Linked DNA regions of Callithrix jacchus: region 1 is linked to region 2. A link is a contact called in public Hi-C data. All regions are on one chromosome and are shown on one strand. The core of a region is the stretch at or near the end of the contact, and the rest is flanking DNA. Distances in the headings are between cores, read along the strand shown. Region 1 holds the start of LRRC10B (leucine rich repeat containing 10B). Region 2 has its middle 20 kb from the start of SAXO4.

Region 1 (4,669 bases), core at 731-3,230, 52 kb before region 2:
CACCCTGGCCGTGCCCATTTAAGGGAAAGGAGAGTGCAGGCCGTGGGAGAGGTGCTGAGCTGCCTCCCAGAGCAGAGAGCCCCTCTCTGCGGTGCAGGAGGCCCTGGAGGCACGGTGGCTTCTTTTCAAATTTGACAGCTGGAAGGCTCAAGCTATGGGGAGGTGGAGGAGGGCGCTTTTTTTCCCAGCAAGATTCCAGGCACATGCTTAGAGAAGAGAACAGAATATAGGGTGGGGGTGACCCCTTGCCTTCTGTGCCCCATACAAACCTCAGGGGGCCAGGGAGGGAGGTATATACGATCAGCCCTGGTGGAGGGGTGAGGGCAGCTTCGATGTTGGGGCCCCCATCTGTTTCCCACTTCTGTTGCGGGCACCAAGCCCGTGCCCCTGGCCCAGGCCTTCTTCCCAAGGGCAGTCCACCCCAGAGGCAGCGGCTCCTGCCCTAGAAAGGGTGGGCCCAGGAGATCCAAACCCCAAAAGGTGGGAGGGTGGTGGGCGCCCTGCATCCAGACTCAGCAAGACATGACGATTCTGTGGTCCTCAATGACCCTGGTTCCTGGAGGAACGTGGCTCCTGTGTTATCAGTGGCTCCATTGGGGACTGGACCCAACCCAGACTTCTTGGTCTGACAATTGCCCACAGATCAGCCAGGGGGCAGTCAGTCCTCTTACTACCTAGGAGTGTCTGAAGATGAGCCCCGGGCCTGCCAGTGCCCGGCAGCTCGCCGAAAGTGGCCCCTCCATTGCCCCAAGTAGGGGCCCACTGATCCCGCAGGCCTACGCAGCCAAAGCTTCCCAGAGCCTCTCCTCTCAGAATGGCCAACGTCCATCAGCCAAAACAGAGGCTCAAGTGCCCAGTCCTGCAGCGGCTTCCAGGGCGCGGAGGCTGTCCCCGGGGGCGCCCAGAGTCCGGGAGCCAGCGCCGCCTATGAGCAGGTCTTCCTCCTCCTCATCCTCAAAGGCGCGTGCTGGGCGCCGGGGCGGAGGCCGGGGCGTGGGCTCGTCGCGCTCAGCCATGCGCTCGACGGCGCCCTCGCCCACGAGGAACACGGTGTCCGCGACGCGCGGGGGCCCGGTGACGGGGTTGTGGTCGTAGGAGAAGACGCGCAGCGCGCGTAGCGGGTGCAGGTCGGGGAAGCCGCCCAGGCGGTTGCGGTCGAGGTCGAGGATGTGCAGGCGGCCCATGCGCAGCAGCGCGGGCGGGAACTCCTCGAAGCGGTTGCCGTAGAGCCAGAGGCCACGCAAGCCCGTCATGCGCGGCAGCTCGGCCGGCAGCGCGCGCAGCCGGTTGTCGCCCATCTGGAGCGACTGCAGCGCCACCAGGCGCAGCAGCGGCCGCGGGAAGCGCCGCAAGAAGTTGCCCTCGATCCAGAGGCAGCGCAGGCTCTGCAGCTGCGCGAAGTCCGCCGGCAGCGCCAGCAGCCGGTTGCCGCCCAGGTAGAGGCGCGTTAGGCGCGGCAGGCGGCACAGGCCGTCAGGCAGGCGCTCGAGTTTGTTGAAGTCCAGCGCCAGGATGCGCAGCTCGCGCAGCTCCTCTATCTCCTCGGGCAGCTCGCGCAGCCCCGTGCCGCTCACATACAGCTTCTGCAGGCGGCTCAGCGCGCACACGGCGCTGGGCAGCCGCCGCAGCCGCCGCCCGCTCAGCTCCAGCTGCTGCTCGCCGCTGCGCAACTGCTCCTCCGCGTCCGACGGCAGCTCATCCGGCGTGGACTCGGCGATGCCCATGGTCACGGGCCCCGGCCGGGGCCGCCAACACCGCCACCGCCACCGCCCGGCATCGCCCCACCCCGGCCGCCCCACGGCCGCCCCGACGGGGCCGGAGCCGCGCCGGCCCCCGGGCCCCCCGCCCCGGCCTGCTCCCGCGCCGGGAGGGGGGCCGTGCCGGGCCGGGAGGAGGCGCCCGCTTGGGGCCCCGCCGCCGCGCGCCGCGCTCCGCCGCCCGCCCTCGGGCCTCCCCCGCTGCCTCCGCCGGAGGCCGACTGAATAGGGTTCGCGCTGACTCGCAGCTTAGCGACCTGTCGCCCTGGCAACCCCGACGCGCGTGCAGCTGCCAATGAGACGGAGGGTGGGCGGGGCGGGGCGGGGCCAAGGCGCCACCCGAGCGGGGTCCCAGCGCCGGAGCCCGCCCCCTACCTGCCCATCCAGCCCACCACGGAGCAAGCGCAAACTGAGGGATTCCCCTCGAGCCAAGCCTGGCCCGGAGACCCGACGCCGTTTGGTGTACGGTTGTGTGCGCCCCAGAGCTGCGGGTCTAAGAGGGAGGAAACACCGGCTGTGGACCAAAGACTCTGAACTAGAGACTCACAAGGAAGGGTTGAGGGGCGCGGTCACTGAGGGCCATTCACGTCCAGTGGCGCGCGACCAGTCTCCCTGCTGGGGTCACTTCGAGTATAGTAACTCGAAACTGTTACTGTCCCGCCCTTTTCATGTCTGCTGGTTTTACCGGGACCCAAGGCTTGGCCCCGCCCTGCCTAATTGCCCCACAGCGTCCTCATTGCTACACTCACACCCCTCTCCCCTGCCACGATCCCTCCACCGAAGCTCAAGGTTTGTGTGTGGCTGCGGTGGACAGGGGACTGGGACACGTGAATGCCTTTGAGCCACCAATCATGACCACTCTCATTCCGTGTCTCCAGCCGTCCCCTCCTGCCCTCTCCCCTCACCTCCCATCCAGAGCCCTTCTGCCGGAGCTCCTGGCAGAAAAGGACGGGCTGCCACTGTCTTCGAGCCCACGTGTGCCCACACGATGCTGAAAGCATTGCGTTGGGTCCTTAGCACAGCCTATAAGGTAGACACCCTCATCACTCCGATTTTAAAGATGGAGAAACTGAGGCTCAGAGACAGGACTTGAACTGGGTCAGTCTGAACTGGGTGAAGTGCCCAAGGTCACCCAGCTGGTGAGCAGCTGGATTCGAAGCCAGGTTCGTGTGACTGGAGAGCCTGTGTTTCTAACTACAAACTATACCGATAGATGGAAACTCCACCTCCAGCAATGAATTTTCTCACCACAGAGCCTCTGATTCCGTGATTCGCCTCTGATTAGAATGCAAAGAGAGCATTCTAATCCCATAGAAAGACAAGAAAAGTGAAATTAGGCACCCTGCTTAAGGTCACACAATGCATAGAGGTTGGAGCTGAATTTTCAGGCTCCAAGCCTCCTGCGCCCTGCCTTCTCTTGAACTCGGCTGATTTGATCCATGTAACTGGCTGAATGGACTGACCTCAGGACAGCACGCTGCCCTTTGGCCCACCCCCACTGCCATCCCCACTGCAGGCAAGAAGGAGGGAGGACAACCCAAGGGCAAAGAGCAGTTGCCAATGCAACCCGAGGATGGGAGCCATCCCCACTGGAATGTAAACTGCCCAGGCAGGCAGGTTTGTGGATCTCCCTCCCTGCTGGCACAGGCTCTAGAGCATATAGTAGACAATCAGTGAAAAATTTTATTCATTATTTATTTATTTATCTTTTGAGACAAAGTTTTGCTCTTGTTGCCCAGATTGAAGTACAATGACGTGATCTCGGCTCATTGCAACCTCCACCTCCTGGATTCAAGCGATTCTCTTGCTTCAGCCTCCCAAGTAGCTGAGATTAGAGGCACCTGCCACCATGCCCGGCTAATTTTTGTGTTTTAGTAGAGACAAGGTTTCACCATGTTGGTCAGGCTAGTCTCAAACTTCTGACCTCAGGTGATCCACCCACCTCGGCCTCCCAAAGTGCTGGGATTACAGGCATGAACCACTGCTCCTGGCTGAAACATTTTAACATTAAAAAAAGTGGAGGCAAACATTGGATACAGTTTTCACTGTACAGATCCTAAGTGTACTCTTGGATGGGTTTTGACAAACGTGCACACCCCTATCCCATCTCCATCCCCCAACGAGTTCTCTGAAGCCCTGGCAGTCAATCCCCACCTCGCAGAGGCAACTGTGATCCTGACCTCTGTCATCATGGACCAGTCTCACCTGTTCTCGAATCTCACACAAATGAAACTATTCAGCACATACTTTTTTCAGATAGTATGTATTTGTTGGATAAAGAATGAAAGGGCAGAGCAATAGCAATTCTAATATGGCAAGGGGGCAGACAGGTGACAGGGGACACACAGGCAGATGTTGCTCTGAGCCAGGAACCAGCCATGTACCTCCATCCTGGGACAGACTGGCAAAACAAAAGCAGGAATCCAGGCCAAGGTAGAGGACCCAGGTGGAACCCAGACACCAGACCTGAGGTATAGGAGTCTCAGCCCCAGCCAGAGGGGCTTCAGGCTCCTCCCAGATGTCACTTAAATTCCAATCCAGCTGTCTCCCTTCTACTCATTCAGGAGGACTTCTTGGAAGAGGTGAAGCTCCCAGAGACCAAAAAGGTAGGGAATGCCCAGCCAGGCTAATGGGATGAGGATGAGTCCCTCCCCCCATACCCAAGCAGTTTCACCGAGGGAATATTGGCCGTGGAGGAGGAGGCTCCGCAGCAGCCTCTCCACATGCTCAGGCTGGCACTCTAGCACCAGGCTGCCCTCTTGGGCTTCATCGGCATGAGCAACACCACATGAGCCTCTCCACCCTGATACCAGCCTGGCAGAGCTTCCTGGGGTTGAGAGCATGGAGGACCAGCCCTCTTGTTTCTCAGAGTCTTTTCTCCACAGATCCTGTACCTTCACCTCCCACCAGGC
Region 2 (4,853 bases), core at 1,841-4,340:
TACACACCCACCAGAACGGCTAAAAGTTAGAAGACTGACAATACCAATTGTTGGCAACGTGGTGGGGTAACACACATAGCTAGTGCGGGTGTAAAATGGTACCTCCCCTTTGGATGCTTCTTTGGCAGTTTCTTTTAAACTAGACATATATCTACCTCATGACACAGCAATTCTACTCTGATATACTTACTCAAAATAAAAATAATAAATTCACAAAAAAAGAGTTACTTGTAGTATCTTTATGCATAATAATCCAAAACTTAGGCCAGCCCTGGTAACTCCCGCCTGTGATCCCAACACTTCGGGAGGCCAAGGTGGGAAGATCGCTGGAGCCTAGGAGCTAAACATAGGGAGACGCCCCTCTCTACAAAAATACAAAAATTAGCCAGGCATGGTGGCACGCACCTCTAGTCTAGTTCTGGTTACTTGGGAGGTCGAAGGGGAGGACCCCTTGAGCCCAGGAAATCAATGCTGCAATGAGCCATGATTGCACCACTGCACTCCAGCCTGGGTAACAGAGTAGGGCCATCTCAAAAATAAATAAATAAGCAAACATAATAACCGAAACCTGGAAGCAGCCCAGGTATCCACCAGTAGGAGCACTGATGGACTAGACAGAGGTAGCGTCATACAACCGAGTACAACCCCACAATGAACACATTACCAATGTGTGCAATAACATAGCTCTACCTTAAAAACAGCATGCCAGTTGGGCGAGGTGGCTCACATGTGGAATCCCAGCTACTCAGGAGGCTGAGGAGGGAGGATTGCTTGAAGCCAGGAGTTCAAGACCACTCTGTGCAATATAGTGAGACCTCGTCTCAAAACAAAATTATGTGGAGTAAAAGCAGACACACATAAAAGAACACAAACTGTATGATTCAATCCATATGAAATCCAGATGACAATAATCTAGGGTAGACAAAACCAGAGACAAAGTTGTCTGGAGCTGGGAGGTGTGGTTGGGCACTGAGATGGAGCAAGAGGGAACTTTCAGGGGTGATAGCAATGCCTCCATCTCAGTAGGAGTCTGGTGTAAGCCTTTGTCAAAACTCAGCAAACATACACTTAAGCTATGTGAATTTCATTGTATATAAATTTTATAGCAAAAGAATAAAGTTTCAGTATTGAATTATGGTTAATAACATACATTGTGAAGCATTTAGCGAGAGTGCTCTGATGTCTGCAATGTGCTTTGAAATGTACCAAAAAGGAGATGGACTAATGGGTGGAGAGAGGGATGGAAAGATAAGCTGATATGTGAAGAGCCCAGCAGAGTAAGAAATTAAGGGTAGGCTGGCACAGTGGCTCACGCCTGTAATCCCAGCTCTTTGCGAGGCGGAGGTAGGCAGATCGCTTGAACCCAGGAGTTTGAGACCAGCCTGGGCAACATTGTGAAACCCTGGGTGTGGTGGTGCATGCCTATAGTCCCAGCTACTTGGGAGGCTGAAATTGGAGGATCTCTTGATCCCAGGAGTTTGAGGCTGCAATGAGCTATGATCACACCTCTGCACTCCAGTCTGGGCAACAGAGTGAAAGCCTGTCTCAAAAAAAAAAAAAAAAAAGTGAAGGGTAGAATCTAGGTGGAGGCTATACCAGTGCTCATTGTAAAACTTTTTCAACTTCAGCTTTATGTTTGAAATTTTTTATAGTAACATGTTAAAAAAAAAACTGTTGGGGTCCGGCATGTCTGCCGGGGGACTACCGACCTGCAGGAGTCCCCGAGACCGCCAACGTAGTCTCATTCAACCTGAGGGAGAGAGTGCGCGGGAGTGAAAGAATAAAGGAAAGCAGAGTCTGGAGGGCTGGCTTAGGCTATGTCCAAGCAGCCATTTTATTTTTGCAATACGTTTCATTATACACTTTTCTGAAGTCAAAGTTGTTTACACCAGATCAATGTATTTAAGTTACAGTAAGCAAGTTACGCCCACTAAGTTACGCCCAGTAAGTAAGTTAAGTCCAGTAAGTAGGTTAAGTCCAGTAAGTAGGTTACTTCCAGTAAGTAGGTTACGCCCAATAGGTCAAGGTAAGTAAGTTACAGTCACGCCCTGTAAGCTATGGTAAGTAAGTTACAGTTACTCCCTGTAAGCTATGGTAAGTAAGTTACAGTTACACCCAGTAAGTTACGGTAAGTTACCAAGTATAAATACTTAAGTTAATATTTTACAATGAAGGTAACAAGGGTCCAAAATGAACACAATCAAGCAATAAACCATAAGGAGCCGAAAGTGGTCACAATGCCTTGCAAGTCCTCATATCCATAAAGTAATGTCTGTTAATTATTTTGAATAACATATAGTTCCTCTCTCGGTTCCTGCTTTCCCTCAGCTCGACTCCCCCAACCAGGGATCTGTGTCTGGGCTCAAGCTCACCGTAAGGCAAGGCCCATTTCCTAGGGGCCTCACACGGGAGCGATCCCCACAGATTCCCTCAAAAAACTTTAATAATATTGAATGTGTTTGTTTTTGGAGTTTTAATTTTGGCAAGTGACACTATTGATGTGATTTTTTCATTTACAGTTGTGATATAGTTTCCTTTTAAAAGTAATTCATCTAAATTAAAAAAGGGGATCTATTTAAGAAAAGAGAGTAAGTAAATGTCAGTATCAATGGTCACAGATCCCGCAAAGCTCATGAAGGCAGTGAGTGAATGGGCTAAGTCCGGGATGATGAGTAGGACGTTGGGAACAACACAATCTCTAGGGCAACCTGGGTTTAAATTTCAGCCCTGCAGCCTCCTCGGGGTGTGACCTTGGACAAGCCTCATGTAGGCAATAGGATTGATACAGTCTCCTCCGAAGGGAGATTTGTGAGTGTGAATGAGAGAACCCAGGGAGAGCATAATTTGGACGCCTCAGTAAGCGGCACCTCCCTCGCACAGAGGGGAGAAAAGCAGAGGACATTCCCATCTAGGAAAACCGTTTGAAGAATACAACTGGAGCAGGGAGTATATATGTGTGAGCAGTGGGGCTAGGCTGTGGGAGAGAGTCAAAGAAGGGCCACCAGATTGAATGGGGAGTAAGGAAGAAGAGAGAGCCAGTACTGAGCACCCACACAGTCACTGAGGACGGCCAACTATTTCTGCTTCTCCAGCACATCCTCCTCTTGAGAAATGTAATGCCCACCCTCGGCGGGGGTGGACAGATCTTGGAGCCCCGGGCTCCAGGACTGTGTGATGCAGCTTCTATTCCCTGGAGCACGCCTGGGCTTGGGAGTTTGCTTCTTTTAACATCCCAGGTCTTCCAGAGGCCTGGGCAGAGAACCAAGAACTCTCCACTTCACACGAGAGAGACAGATCTAATTCATTAAAACTCTTCTCCCCAGCCACAGGGCATCCAGCCACCTGGAAGGCTGGGACTAATCCTTCAGGCACACTCAGCTGGGGAGGGAAAACATTATCTCTCATCTTAGCGGGAGGCCCAAGAGGCCTCTGACTGCTGCACCCGTAGTTCTCAGTTCTTGCTAGTAGAAAGGTTTACTCTCAGCTCTGAAATCAGATGGATCCATCAATTGATTTTGTTTTACTCGTTTCTTTTTTTTCTTTTTTTTTTTTGAGATGGAGCCTTGCTGTCACCCACCAGGCTGGATGCAGTGGCATGATCTTGGCTCAGGCTGGCGTGCAGTGGTGTGATTATGGCTCCCTGCACCCTCAACCCATGGGGCTCAAACAATCCGCCAACCTCAGTCTCCCAAGTAGCTGGGACCACAGGTGCATGCCACCATGCCTAGCTTTTTTTTTTTTTTTTTTTTTTGGAGACGGAGTTTTGCTCTTGTTGCCCACGCTGGAGTGCAATGGTGCCATCAGGGCTCACTGCAACCTCAGCTTCCTGGGTTCAAGCAGTTCTCCTGCCTCAGCCTCCAGAGTAGCTGGGATTACAGGCATGCCTCACCACGCCCAGCTGATTTTTAAAATTTTTAGTAGAAATGGGGTTTCACCATGTTATCCAAGCTCATCTCAAACTCCTGACCTCAGGTGATCCGCTCGCCTCAGCCTCCCAAAGTGCTGGGATTACAGGTCTGAGCCACCATGCCCGGTCATGCCTAGCTATCTTTTTAAAAAATATTTTTTGTAGAGACAGGGTCTCACCATGTTGTTAGGCTGATCTTGAACACCTGGGCTCAAGCAATCCTCCCACCTCAGCCTCCCAAAGTGCTGGGACTACAGGTGTGAGCCACTGCACCTGGCCTTATGCATAGATTTTCTTTCACCTCTGTCGGCCCTGAGCTCCCACCTCAGCCTCCCAAAGTGCTGGGATTACAGATGTGAACCACTGCAGCTGGCCTTATACACAGATTTTCTTCCACCTCTGTCACCCCCGAGACAGCACAACCAACCCATCCTCTTCTTCCACTTCCTCAGCCTACTCGAGGTGGACAGCAAAGGTAAAGGCTTTATGATGATCCACTTCCACTTAATGAATAGTAAATAGATTTTTCCTTCTTTATGATTTTTTTTTTTTTGAGACGGAGTTTCACTCTTGTTACCCAGGATAGAGTGCAATGGCGCGATCTCAGCTCACTGCAACCTTCACCTCCTGGGTTCAGGCAATTCTCCTGCCTCAGCCTCCTGAGTACCTGGGATTATAGGCACGCGCCACCATGCCCAGCTAATTTTTTGTATTTTTAGTAGAGACGGGGTTTCACCATGTTGACCAGGATGGTCTCGATCTCTTGACCTCATGATCCACCTGCCTCGGCCTCCCAAAGTGCTGGGATTACAGGCGCAAGCCACCGCGCCCGGCCCCTTTATGATGTTTTTAAGAGACTCTGTTGTCTAGGCTGGAGGGCAATGGTGTGATCATAGCTCACTGTAGCCTCAACCTCCTGCCCCAGACCCCCAGTAGCTGGGACTAC

Evidence for each region. Hi-C and Micro-C count contacts between places; a contact is called where the count stands out from the background.
Region 1: a contact with region 2 is called in a Hi-C map of induced pluripotent stem cells, with 2.5 times the contacts expected there. The contact joins the promoter of LRRC10B here to the enhancer-like site in region 2. A contact is called at or near these places in 2 of 3 Hi-C or Micro-C datasets (induced pluripotent stem cells and skeletal muscle).

The regions. Positions count from the first base shown.
Region 1 is chr10:118,507,899-118,512,567 of calJac240_pri, reverse strand. It overlaps LRRC10B (leucine rich repeat containing 10B), which reads right to left and starts at 1,980. Exons shown (of 1, transcript XM_002755412.5): 1 at 1-1,980. The coding sequence starts at 1,724. The coding sequence ends at 846.
Region 2 is chr10:118,457,033-118,461,885 of calJac240_pri, reverse strand. No RefSeq gene overlaps it. Among named protein-coding and RNA genes, the nearest start is that of SAXO4, 20 kb to the left of the region's middle. Within about 2 kb of position 3,090, at least 2 of the 16 cell types and tissues checked have an H3K27ac peak or open chromatin away from gene starts, as enhancers often do.